2 separate regions of the Mus musculus genome follow, and region 2 is linked to region 1. The links are chromatin contacts, called in public HiChIP or PLAC-seq maps. All regions are on one chromosome and are shown on one strand. Each heading gives the region's core, a stretch centred on a gene start, on an enhancer-like site or on the middle of the called end of the contact. The rest is flanking DNA. Distances are from core to core; before and after follow the strand shown.

The links. HiChIP or PLAC-seq counts read pairs in DNA pulled down with a chosen protein or histone mark.
Region 2: an H3K4me3 HiChIP or PLAC-seq map of embryonic stem cells shows a contact between it and region 1, with 3 times the contacts expected there. The contact joins the promoter of Ccnf here to the promoter of Prss21 in region 1. A contact is called at or near these places in 1 of 39 promoter capture datasets (the HPC-7 cell line), 3 of 115 datasets of contacts at active chromatin or transcription factors (embryonic stem cells and pancreatic cancer cells) and 1 of 9 other capture datasets (adipose tissue).

Annotation. Positions count from the first base shown.
Region 1 is chr17:23,863,938-23,870,168 of GRCm38.p6, forward strand. It overlaps Prss21 (protease, serine 21), which reads left to right and starts at 4,135. Exons shown (of 6, transcript NM_020487.4): 1 at 4,135-4,260; 2 at 4,362-4,388; 3 at 4,679-4,844; 4 at 5,422-5,705. The coding sequence starts at 4,158.
Region 2 is chr17:24,248,255-24,254,988 of GRCm38.p6, forward strand. It overlaps Ccnf (cyclin F), which reads right to left and starts at 3,155. Exons shown (of 17, transcript NM_007634.4): 1 at 3,041-3,155; 2 at 997-1,151. The coding sequence starts at 3,056.

The DNA of each region.
Region 1 (6,231 bases), core at 2,885-5,384:
TGTGGTGATTTGAACAGGCGTGGCCCCCACGGGTTCCTGTATTTGAATACTTGGTCCCCACTTAGTAGAATTGTTTGGGAAGGATTAGGAGGTGTGGCTTTCTTGGAGGAGGTGTGTCACTGCAGTTCGACTTTGAGGTTTCAAAACCCACCATAGGCCTGGTTAGTTCTCCTTGCCTTGTGCTTGCGTCTCAAGATGTGAACTCTCAGCTGCAACTCAACCACCATGCCCTCCCTGCCTGCTGCCCTAGGTCATGGACTCTAATCCTCTGAAACTGTAAGCCCTAAATGAACTCTTTTTCCTTTAGATTGCTTGAGTCATGGTGTCTTAGCACAGTAATAGAAAACTAACTGAGACCATAGGTGAGGTCTAGCAGGAGGAATTATCTTACTGGTGCACGGTCCTTGAGGTTGTATCCTCTGTTCCCTCCCCTCCCCACCTTTTCTGCTTTCTGAACGCAAGGATTTGAAGTATTGGGCTCTCCCTACCTTCCCTGCCATCCCTCAAAATGTGAGCTGGCATAAAGCCTCCCTCAGGTTTCGTTGGGTGATCTGATTACAAGAAGCTGACTAGTATAGACCTCCTCCAGTGGTCACTGGGCACTGGGACTCTGGGATGGACAACCCAGCGCTGTCTCCCTCTCATACACTTTTCTTGATCTCGAGATAACAAAGTTACTAATTGATTAATTTACTTATTATTACATATGTGTACCCATGGTGTGCTGGGGATATACATGTGCCACAGCTCACGGTGAAGGTCAGAGGGCAACATTTAGCAGGTTAGCTCTCCCCTTTTACCTGAACTGTGGTCCTCAATGTAGAGCTGCTGGAACTTTGTCAAGTGGCAGTGGTCCATACTCATGAAACAGAAGCCAGAGGCCACGAATCAGACCAGTGACTCACTGCAATGAACATGTGTGTAAAGATGTATGGATAGAAGGATAAACTGGGACACGCTATGACACACGACTGTGAGAGACCAGACTGTGGGAAACCAGACCCTCAACAACTCTCACCCTGAAGATCCGGCTGACCCTTTGATGGGAGCAGTGTCACCCCCTCCTTCATGTCTCCACTTGGCGCCTGGGACTGTTAAGATAGAGCTGGCATTCCAAGATAAGCTGCAAGATGTTTGAAGCCTGCACTCAGCATCCGCCCCAGATGTCCATCCCTCTCTCTGTGCTTTGATTGTTCCCCCTCAGCCCCTCCCTATTTTCTCTCACTGTGTGCTTATAATCAGGCTCCCAGCCTCCATTAAACACACCTTGACAACTATTTGCTTGGTCTCACTCCCTTTTCTCACCTGTTTCTTTTTCAGGGTTGGTCCCCCTCGATCCCACGAATAACTAGGTCCCCGCGGGTCAGGATACACTACAGCTTCCAGGGCAAGATTTTGTTGTTGACTGTTTTTATTTTAATTTTGTTTTTATTTTCTTTTGAGAGGAGGTTGCAAGAGTGGAGGACAGATACAAGCAGATGGGAGATGTGTGGGATTGGAGTGCATGATGTGAAATTCACAAAGAATTGATAAAAAGTTTTTAAAAAGGAGAAGTGGTAACCACAAGATGAACACCACATGTTTTCATTCATGTGGAATCTAAATTTAAATACTATTTTTTAATAAAAAATGTATGTGTAAGAGTTTTTTGCCAGTATGTATGTATATATGTATGTGTATATGTATTTATGTATGTGTGTATATGTGTATTTATGAGTGTGTAATATGCATTTATGTATGTGTATATGTGTATATGCATGTATGTGTGTGTATGTATGTATATGTATTTATGTGTGTATGTATGTGTGTATATGTGTGCATGTGTGTGTATGTGTGTGCACGTGTGTGTATGTGTATGCATGTGTGTATATGTGTGCATGAATGTGTGTGTGTGTATACCACATATATCAGAGGTCAAATCTCCTAGAACTGGACTTACCTATGTTTGTGAGCTGCCCTGTGAGGGTTGGGAGCCAAACTGAGGTCCTAGGCAAGAGCAGCAAGTGCCCCTCACTGCTGAGCCTTCTTTCTCTAGACCTCCAGTAAGATTTTGTTACTTGGAAGGGGACCAGTGGGAAAGTGGGAAGGGGCAAAGACTGTGGGAGAACATGCATGAAGCACAATGGTGCACACAGGATGAAAATATTGACACAGCCTACATTTGTACATTAGTAAAGAAATTAATTGAAAGATGAAAAATATTTAACCCAGACCTTCAGTCTGAACCTGTTCACTGAAACAGCAGCCAGAACAGCAGCCAGAACAGCAGCCAGAACAGCAGCCAGAACAGCAGCCAGAACACTGGCTCAGCAGGGACATCTGTCAATGGACGCAGGATAAAGACTGTGGTACAAACACATAATTGAATATTATTCAGCCACAAATAGACCAAGATCCTGTCCTTTGCAGCAACATGATGGATGAGATTATAGGACATTGCATAAGTGAATTAAATCAGACACAGGATAAATACCAAGAGCCAGGCATGTTGCTTATTGGGAAAGGCCCTGCCTAGCGTGTACAAGGCCCCGAGGTTCATCTCATCACAATCAAACAAACCCGAAACAAAAATCAAATACCATAAAAGTTAATCTCAAAGTGTAGAACCAGAGAGAGGTAGCCAGAGTCAGGGGTGCCGCAGAGGAGGGTGGTGGAGAGAGGGCTGAGTGATGGGGCCCAGGGTAGAAAGAGTAATTTCTAAAGTACCAAAACATGAGGGGTGAACTATGGGCAACAACCATTGTTTCAGAATAGTAGAGAGAAAATTTCCAGCACAAAGAAACGGTGAATGGTATGGATCTAACCATTTAACCTAGTCTGATTGCTGCACCATGTCTGCATGTACTAAGCCCATGCTAGCCAGGCATGGCACCGTATGCCTTAAATCCCTGGTTTTGCCTCTCCGATATGGACATGTAAATGGTTGCGCATGCACGTGTGGAAGCCCGTGCACACACACACACACACACACTCACAAGCAATTTTTTTTTTCAGAGAAAATAAACTGAACATGGTGACATATGGCTTTAGTCTCAGCACTCATGAGGCAGAGGCAGGAAGATCAATGTGACTTCAAGACCAACATGTTCTACATAGAGAGTTCCAGGACAGACAGAGCTATTGTAGTAAGACTCTGCCTCAAAACCAACCAACCAAACACCCCATAAAACAAACAAACAAACAAACAAAAGCAAAACAAAACAAAACCCTAAAACCAAACAAGCCCCACAAAAAAGGAGAAAAATAAATGTTTAATTAAAAACTTTCTCTCTGCTGGGTGGTGGTAGCGCACGCCTTTCATTCCAGCCAGGATGCAGGCAGATCTCTGTGAGTTCCAGGCCAGCCTGGTCTACAGAGTGAGTTTTTGGATAGTCAGGGCTATGCAGAGAAACCCTGTATGGAAAAACAAAATAATAATATCTCTTCATAATCTTTTGATAGTCTTAAAATCTTTTGATAGTCTTTACGTGTGTGTGTGTGTGTGTGTGTGTGTGTGTGTGTGTGTGTGTGTGTGTGTGTGAAGAAATTCTAGGAGGCACATGTCTGTAAACCTAGTCGAATCATAGACTTGTGTCCAGTGTGGGATGCAAAATAAATCACTGACTCGAAAAGAAAAACAAACAACGACAAAACCAACAAAGATAGAGAACAAGAAAAAAGAAAAGAAACTATATTTAAAAAGACGCGACAAGGAGGAAGGCTATTAAAGAGAAGCAGCAGTAGCCGAAGGCGGCAGGGCTCAGGGCTGGCCTGCTAAGGGAGAAAGCACAGGTGCCTCGGTTTTGCCAATATAGTCCTGTGAAGGAGCAAGTTCTTGGCTGATCCCAACAGGGACAGGCCTCAGAAGTATTACTCATGGACCTAACTGAGGGGATCTCTGGCTAAGCTTGATCCTGAAGGAAGTCGTGGGCAGGGGGCAGAAGGCAACAGGGGAGGCAACCGCCACCCACTGAGCTCAGAATACACAAGGACTGCTCCCGTTCACTAAGGTTGCTGTGCCATACCAACAGCTATAATGGATGCCCTGGAAGACAGTGTTAGGACACCACGGTCCCCAGACAATCCTTGGGCCTAGGGATTGGCGTCTTCTTCAGAGTGGGCGCGGGCCTGGCGTAGCAGGAAGTAAGAGGGGGTGCCAGGTGGCAGGAGAGGTGGCCATGGGCGCGCGGGGCAAGACGTTGGTGCCACTGCTGGTGGTTGTGGCGACTGCGGCGATGGCCTTACAGTCAACCTATTTGCAGGTGGATCCTGAGAAACCCGGTGAGCTGCTCTGGGGGTACTGTTGTGAGACTGGGGGCAGTGACAGGCAGATGGGGAAGTGAGGGCGAAGTGTCGCTTATTCTTCTCTCCCTTCCACCCAGAACTGCAGGAACCCGACCTATTGTCAGGTAAGGTGCTCAGAACGTGTTTTCCTGCGTGGTGGGCCTGCGTCGGGGGTGCACCTCAAGTATTCCTCTCCTTTGCCCCAGGATCGAGAACTCAACTGTGTTTGATAATAACGCACACCCCTGCCCCGGGGTGGGGGTGTTGGGGGCAGGTGCACACCGATCATATGGAGGGTGTCCCAGCAGACCCTCAGGAAGTCCCTCCCTTTCCTTGCCCGTGGCTTAAAAAGTGTCAGTGGTGGTGGGTGGGAGGGGAAAAAAAAATCTCTGCTCCGGTCTGATCCTCCTCACAGGGCCCTGCGGTCACAGGACCATCCCTTCCCGTATAGTGGGTGGCGATGATGCTGAGCTTGGCCGCTGGCCGTGGCAAGGGAGCCTGCGTGTATGGGGCAACCACTTATGTGGCGCAACCTTGCTCAACCGCCGCTGGGTGCTTACAGCTGCCCACTGCTTCCAAAAGTGAGTCTGGAGTCAAGCCTGGGCAGCTGAGGGGTGGGAAGGTTAGTAACCTTGGCCCTGAGTTTGACACCTGGGTAAGCTTTTTAGTGCAGCCTCAGGAGTAGCTGAAATGGGTTAGATCTGTAAGATTTACATTACTGCCCCTGAAAGGGAATCCTCTTCCAGTTCTTCTAGAATGTTCTTTCAGGACATTCTCATTCCCTTTGAGTGCTTTGACTGCTCTTTTTTTCCTTCAAGTCCTTCCCAAATATCCCTACACTAGTCCCCACACTTGCTCAGCTCCTTTGGGGACTACAGCTCCTTTGGGGGCTCCCCTAGGCTGACTCACCTTCTGTCTTTAGGACTACTCCAACAGACACAGGACCACTGGGGTAGCCACTCTTCTGCTTCTTCACTCAGTGCCCGGGAGCAAGGGCTCTCTTGCCCAGCCTCTCTGGGTTCTGTGGCCCCTATAGGAGGCTTTTTGGCCCATAAGGACTGGGCAGTTATGCTAAGGATGAACGTGAGGTAGTCGTCGCCTCAGAGAGAGGCCCAGCTGAGCTCAGGTGGCTTGAACTGCTCTCTCCTTCTCTGTCAGGGATAACGATCCTTTTGACTGGACAGTCCAGTTTGGTGAGCTGACATCCAGGCCATCTCTCTGGAACCTACAGGCCTATTCCAACCGTTACCAAATAGAAGATATTTTCCTGAGCCCCAAGTACTCGGAGCAGTATCCCAATGACATAGCCCTGCTGAAGCTGTCATCTCCAGTCACCTACAATAACTTCATCCAGCCCATCTGCCTCCTGAACTCCACGTACAAGTTTGAGAACCGAACTGACTGCTGGGTGACCGGCTGGGGGGCTATTGGAGAAGATGAGAGTGAGGCTGGGTACAGACGGGTTGGGGAGAGGGGCACTACCCTAACCTTTCACATTAGCCCTCCCTCCCTGGGCTCTGAGGCCCCACGGAGCCCCCTCTCGCTCACTCAACGTTTTCTTGTTTATTTTCCTTACTTCTGCTTGCAAGAAGGACAGGAGCTAGTCCTTTCCTCCCAGACAGGAACTCAGAGGTGCCAGGGAGGCCTGAAGGGGTGGGGACCTCATAGGGCCTGTAGGATGGCTTCTACAACACAGCTTTTATGATCTACCCACTTTGGCAGGCACCAATCAATCATCAGTGAGAGACAGGAAACACACTCACTCTGCCTGCTCCACCCACCCAAAATTCCGACTGTGCACACTCCTTCTTGGTGCACCCCTGAAATCCCTTTGGAGGTCTAATCACGTGCCTGCCTGCAGCTCAGCAGGAACCCTTGCACAAAGCCCCCACCCCCACCCCAAGGAGCACTGAGAACGGTTTCCCTCTAGGTGCCCTAGCTCTTACATCCTGGAGTGACCCTGCTCAG
Region 2 (6,734 bases), core at 1,905-4,404, 380 kb after region 1:
TGCTGGGAATTGAACCCTGGTCCTCTGGAAGAATGGTGAGTGCTTGTAACTGCTGAGTCATCTCTCCAGCCACACTGTCTTCTTGAGACACAAATTTTACCGGCAATAAAAGGGTCTTTTTCTCTTGAAGTAACCATTGCAGCGAGTTGTGTCAAATCTCAGTATGTAGTCTCTTATTATAACTGAAACACTTATGAACAGCATTACCATGTTTGACAGGCATGATGCTGAGGCAGGAGGATCAGGAGTTCAGTCATTCTGGACTAAAAAAGCACTTCTGGACCATGCTGAGCTAAGTAAGGCACTGTCGCTAGGTAAGGAAGAGCCGGGTAAGATGGTCACTGATGGCAGTCCCAATACTCCAGAGGTAAAAGGAGGATCAGGAGTTCAAGATCAGTTACTAACTTGAGATTCTGTTTCAATCAATAAATCAATCAATTGATAAAAAACCACTCTTGGTGCTGGAGAGATAGCACAGCAATTAAAACCACTGGCTGTTCATCTAGAAGACCAGGGTTCAATTCCCAGCATCCCATAAAACAGCTGATAATCTTCTGAAACTCAAGACCCCAGGGATCAAACACCCTCTTCTGGCCTTTGCAGGTACTGCATGCACATGATGTATACAAGATATGCAGGCAAAACACTCAAAAAATAAAAATTAAAAAAAAAAAAAACGATTAAACCACGCAATTCTTTTGCATCAAAGTTGAATGCTGACATTTAAAAACATGCAATCTGGGGCTGGAGAGATGACTCAGCATCAAGAGCTCTTCCAGAGGACCTAGGTTCAATTCTCAGCACTCACGTGGCAGCTCACAATTGTGTGTAACTCCAGTTCCAGGGGATCTAATACCTTCACACAATTATACATGCAGACAAAACACAAATGCATATGAAATTTTAAAAACACACACACACACATAAATGTACACAAGAGCTTTACAGTATGACCAACAACACTAGGATTAGTATTGTTTCCATATGGTAACTTACAGCTCGGACAGCAAGGATGTCCCCAACAGAAAGCCATTTCAGGATATGAAAGAGTACATCTTCTGGGAGACTCAAGATGGTTAAGTTTCTGGGTCTTCTTTTGATTCTTCGTTTAGTAGGATAACAGAAACACTTGGCACACCTACAATGGATCACTTAAAGGGAAAAAAAATTCACAAGCCTTGGTGAGATAAAAAGTTGCATCTAAAGATGATTTAATCGTTACTGTCCTCTATTCACACAAGAGACTAGTTTTAAAATTAAATAAAGTGTACCATATGAATTACTTAAGATACCACCATTCCCCAGCACTCGGGAGGCAGAGGCAGGTGAATTTCTGAGTTCGAGGCCAGCCTGGTCTACAGAGTGAGTTCCAGGACAGCCAGGGCTATACAGGAAAACCCTGTCTCAAAAAACAAAACAACAAAAAAGATACCACCATTCCTTTTATAGCCAATAAATATTCAGGGAGAATATCAGGTAACATGTAACTTGAATGTTGGAAATTTTCTAATCCAAGATCTACATGACAACCAGAGCTGGAGAAAGCAGTCGACACTGATGAACATTCAGTTTTCCTTGAACTGTACTCAAGAAGGTACTTTTGGGGCCAAGAAACTGCTCAGCAGTGAAGGCTAGCTCACAACCAGTCAGTAAGATCCCTTGGACTTTTGCTATAGCCCAGGCTGGCCTCAAATTCACTAACATTAGCTGAGGTTACCCTTGAACTCCTGATTCCCCTACCTCTACCTGCCAAGTACTGCATTCTAAGTATTAGTCACTATGGCCAGCTTACATTGTTTATATTTGAACATGTGACTATCAGCATATGGTTGACCAAGGGACTTGCATAGCATAGACTGGGAACTCAAATTAGCAGGCCGTTCTGTAGAACATGGAGGCCAGATCCATCCCAGAGCAGCTCTCAGCTTGGCAGATGGTGAGAGCTCCCCAGTCCCCAAACAGAGGGGTCTTCCACACTCAGCTTACAGTGCAAAATCACCCCTTCCTAGCACCGTGGACCCTTTAATACACTCAGTTCCTCATGCTGCAGTGACCCCCAACCATAAAATACCTTCATTGCTACTTCATAACTGTAATTTTGCTACGGTTATGAATCTTAATGTAAATATCTGATATGCAGGATGTCTGATCTGCAACTCCTGTGAAAAGGTCGTGTGACCCCCCCAATGGAGTCGCGCCCACATGTTGAGAACTCAGGCACACAGCAACTGGACCCAGACATGCTCTTCAGATGAGCTCTTCTCCTCCACAGTGGGTTGTTCCAATATTTACTTCAGCAATTCATTCTTCATTCAACGCCTATGGCTTTTTTCCCTATTTCACAAAGGGCCCCCACATTACCCCCCCCCCCCAAGGTCCTGCCTTCCTACTTATAAATGCGCCTATCTTTCTACCTATTTTTCCTCCTCACACTGAGGCAAAAGTGGCTGACCTCGGGCTTTCCATCAGGAGGTCTCTAAGAGACTGTCCACTCCCAAACTCTTCACCTGAGTCTTATTGGAAACCAAATTTACAGCAAAGGCCAAATGTATACCCAGAGAGCTATAATTCCCAAACATTCTAAGAATATTATCATAACAGTTTCTTGACTCGTGTGCTCTAGAGCATGTCTGGAAGTGTTTAACCACTCTAACAAGTGAAATCGCACCCCCAGGTCGTGAGACGTTTTCACGGGGCAGATCCTGTGGCCTCAGCCAACCCTCAGGTGATCAAGCCGCCCACAAGAGTCCGGACAGGGCCTGAGATCGCTCTATATCGTGTGGATTGCCCACGACTTCACAGATAAGTAAAATCGTAGTTTGCTAAGTAGAGAACCTAAATAGCCCTGGGGTAACAGGAGAGGCATAGGCGCCGGGCGGGCATTTAAACCGCGCGGGCGGGCTCGCAGTCGGGGATACGTGCCTACCCCGTGCTTTGGGGGATGCGACGCGCACTCCCGGGTCACAGGGGCCCGAGTCCATGCTCCTCCGGCCTCCGTTCCGTATGACCTATCGCCTACCCGGCTCCCGCCAGCACTCACCACCGCCGCTCCCCATCGCCGAGCTCCCTCCACTGCCGCTTTAGACCGCTCTCAAGCGCGCCCGCGCCTGGGGCAAGTGCACGGAGCGCCTCACGCAGGCGCGGGCCCCACCCCCGCCCCGTTTTCAAACGCGCCGGGAGCTCCTACTGGTAGGACCACAGAGTTACGCCCCCCAGATCACTAGCCTCTCCTGCCCCGCAGGCTCTGGGCATTTGTGATTGGCTACACCAGGACGCGAATTCAAACGCTGGCTGTCTATTGGCTTATCGCTCGTGGTTGACCCGCCTTCTCCGCTGGGCGGGGGACGGAGGAGTTCAGCTGGCGCCGGCGGGCTATCCTAAAAAGCCCGCCCGGAGGCAGAGAGGGCTGGTCTTCTCCCTCCAAGACTTGTCCTACCGTCCGGAGTTGGTCGTGGCTTACTACCTGTCCCTCCCACGCGAGCTTCCGGCCGAGGAGACTGCATTTGGAGGCGCCAACTCCAACACTGATGTGGAAATTGCAGAAGCTGGGCTCCGATGCCGGGCAGCCACAGCCACAGTCACAGTCTGCTGAGCGATGTGTTCACTCGAGTACATGTTCCGTATTCTCATGAGATGATCTGTCGAGAAAAGACAAGTGGTCTCTTGAGGGTGGAGAGCGAGGAATAGGCCCAGGCTTATCCCCACAGCTTGGGTCAGCCTTCATCCCCTCCCCGAAGCCAGCATGCTCACTGTATCTGACCTGTGCTGGAAGCTGGATAGCAAGACCTCTAGTGGGTCTGAGACAGTTAATAGGGAATGGCTGTTCACAGCACAGAATATTAGAGAACCCTAGAGCAAGACTTGGGATTTGCTCCCCATTGCTGCTGATCTCCATGGGGAACCCTCACACTGTCTCTTTTCCGGAAGACTATACTGTTTTCCAATTTGTTACTTTTTCTTTTCTTCGAGACAGGGTTTCTCTGTGTAGCCCTGGCTGACCTGCAACTCACTCTGTAGACCAGGCTGGCCTTGAACTCAGAAATCCGCCTGCCTCTGCCTCCCGAGTGCTGTGATTAAAGGCATGTGGCACCACCACCCAGCTACTTTGTTACTTTTTTATCTTCCTCCTTTTGTACTTTGTTACTTGGGACAGAAGTGCTGTTTTCAGAATTTGCTTTTGGTAGCCTCTGGAAGGTATTAAAAAAACTAAATCTAACAATGAGCAAACCCGCTGTCCATCACATTTCAGAATACATAACAATCTATCTGGTCCCCTGGTTAATCAGAGTTACAAAGTCATCAGTTGATCAGTTGTCTTTTTTTTTTTTTTTGCTCTACCTTGTTTTGTATCCTACTCAATTTCAGTTTCTATTATTTATTGGAGGCGGGTTTTGTTGGTTTTGATAAAGGGTCTCCCAATGCCCTTCAGCTAACAACCTGACACTGCTTAGAGTCATCTGAGGGAGACTCAGTTATGTGATTGCCCATATCAGACTGGTCTGTGGCCATGTCTGTGAGGGATTGGTATGATTGATGACTGAGAGGGTTCAGCCTCTCACCACCTCTGGTGGTGCCATCCCTAGGTAGGTGTGTCTAGGCTATATAAGAAAGCTAGCTGAGCATCAGCCAGACAGCACTGGTCCATGGTCCTGCCTTGGTTGAGCTCCGGCTCTGACTTCCTTCAATGATGGGTTGTGACCTAGAAGTGTAAGACAAATAAATTGTTTTTGGTCCTGTTGTTTGTTAGAACAGAAAGCAAACTAGAAAACCCCACGAAGCCCAGGCTGACCTATAACGTGAGGTCTGTCCTGCTCCAGCTTCCTGACTGTTGGCTTATAGTTAGGTACCACTTCTGTCACGTTTGAATATGTTTGGCCCAGGGAGTGGCACTATTAGAAAGTGTGTTCCTGTTGTAGTCGGTGTGTCACTGTGGTATGGGCTTTAAGACCCCCATCCTAGCTTCCTGGAAGCCAGTGCTAGCAGAATACTGATACAGATGAAGATGTAGAACTCTCAGCTCCTCCTGCACCATGCCTGCCTGGATGCTACCATGTTCCCGTCTTGATGATAATGGACTGAACCTCTGAATCTGTAAGCCAGCCCCAATTAAATGTCCCTATAAGAGTTGTGCTGGTTATGGCATCTGTTCATAGCAGTAAAACCCTAACTAAGACAACTTCACTTGGCCAAAATATTTTTATGTTTTAGGAACCAGGTGTTCTCTTGGCTGTAGATCTGATCATGTCCTGCCTCCTGGTCCTACCACTGTTGAACCCCTATGGCTAAGAGCTACTCCACCAGAGTATGAGGTATATCCATCCCCATTGGGCTTCATGGGATGAGAAATCTCAGGAAAGTCAGCTCTTGGGAGCTGAGGAGCCCATGTATTTCAGGGAGGCACAGACCACATCCAAGCAGCAATTTCCAAGCACAAACCAAATGTAAAGAGATCTATTAAGCAAGGCAAAGAGACAAGGTGGCTGAATCTGAATGGGCAGACACTGTAGCAAATAAGTTTGCAAGTATTAATTTTAAGAGGCAAAAAGGTGGAGGTCTGTGTTAGAATGAGGTAGGACATGTTGGTAAGTTCTGATTGGGCATTTTAACTAGGTTAGTCAAAGTAATGAATTTTGATTGCTGGTCCTTGTGTTTTGATAGTTGGACTTTGGTGATCAGTCTCAGGAATGAGACAGGCAGAGCAAAGTGGCCAAATAATCGAATGGACCTTGGGGGTGGGGGTGGGGTAGCTTTAGGAATGTGATCTAACAGTTTAGCAAGGGAGAGGGGAGGGGAAAGGGCAAAACCTGTGGGTGCCATGTTTGCCACATTCGAGCCTGCTAGAGCCCTTCAAAGATTACTTAATGAAATGTTAGTTGACAGCCTGGGGATGAGGAAGACTCCAGGATCACAGGCTACAGAAGGCAAAGTGTGCAAAAGTTAGGTAGTAGGGGATCCTGGGAGACCTCGCAGACTCAGAAGAGGCTGAAGGGAGCGTGAGATGCGGCAGAGCCCAGGGAAGTCTCCATTATGAAGGATCTAGGAATAATGTGGAATTATGCACAACAGACACCTGAAGAAAAGATCAAGAAACCATCGTGTATGGCAGAAAGGTTGCATGGGCTGCTGAGAAGACCCTCTGCAGGGCTTGAATGTTCTATAGATGTCTGTCAAGTTCTTTTTATTCTCTCTATTTTTCTATCAAGATGATCTTCAAATTGGGATGAGAAGAGTCTAGAATTTATCCACTACTGTCATTCTGGGGTTAAGCTGTGACTTTATATTTAGTAGCATTTATTTTATAACATTGGGTACACCTGTGTTTGGAGCATTTGTTTAGAAGTGTAGAGGTTTTGTTTTGTTTTGTTTTGTTTTGTTTTGTTTTGTTTTGTTTTGTTTTGTTTTGACGGCCCCTAATCAGTAGGAAGGGACCTTGATTATTTTTTTTTCCACTAGTTTTGATTTGAAGTCTATTTTGTCAGGCGTTAGACCAGCCCTGCCTGCTGGTTTCCTCAGTCCATCTGTTCAGACTGTCCGTTCCAATCCTTTCACTGTCAGGTACTGTCTGTCTTCTATGAGATTGGTTTCTCAGGCAATAAATAAATGGTTCCTATCTTCAAATCCAATCTACTGATCTGAGTAGATAATTAGTTGTAATTAAAAGGTGTGTGTTGGTTTCTGCCTTCTTTCTGATTTTGTAATGTGTGATTACTACTCCTCTTGCTTTTAATTACCAT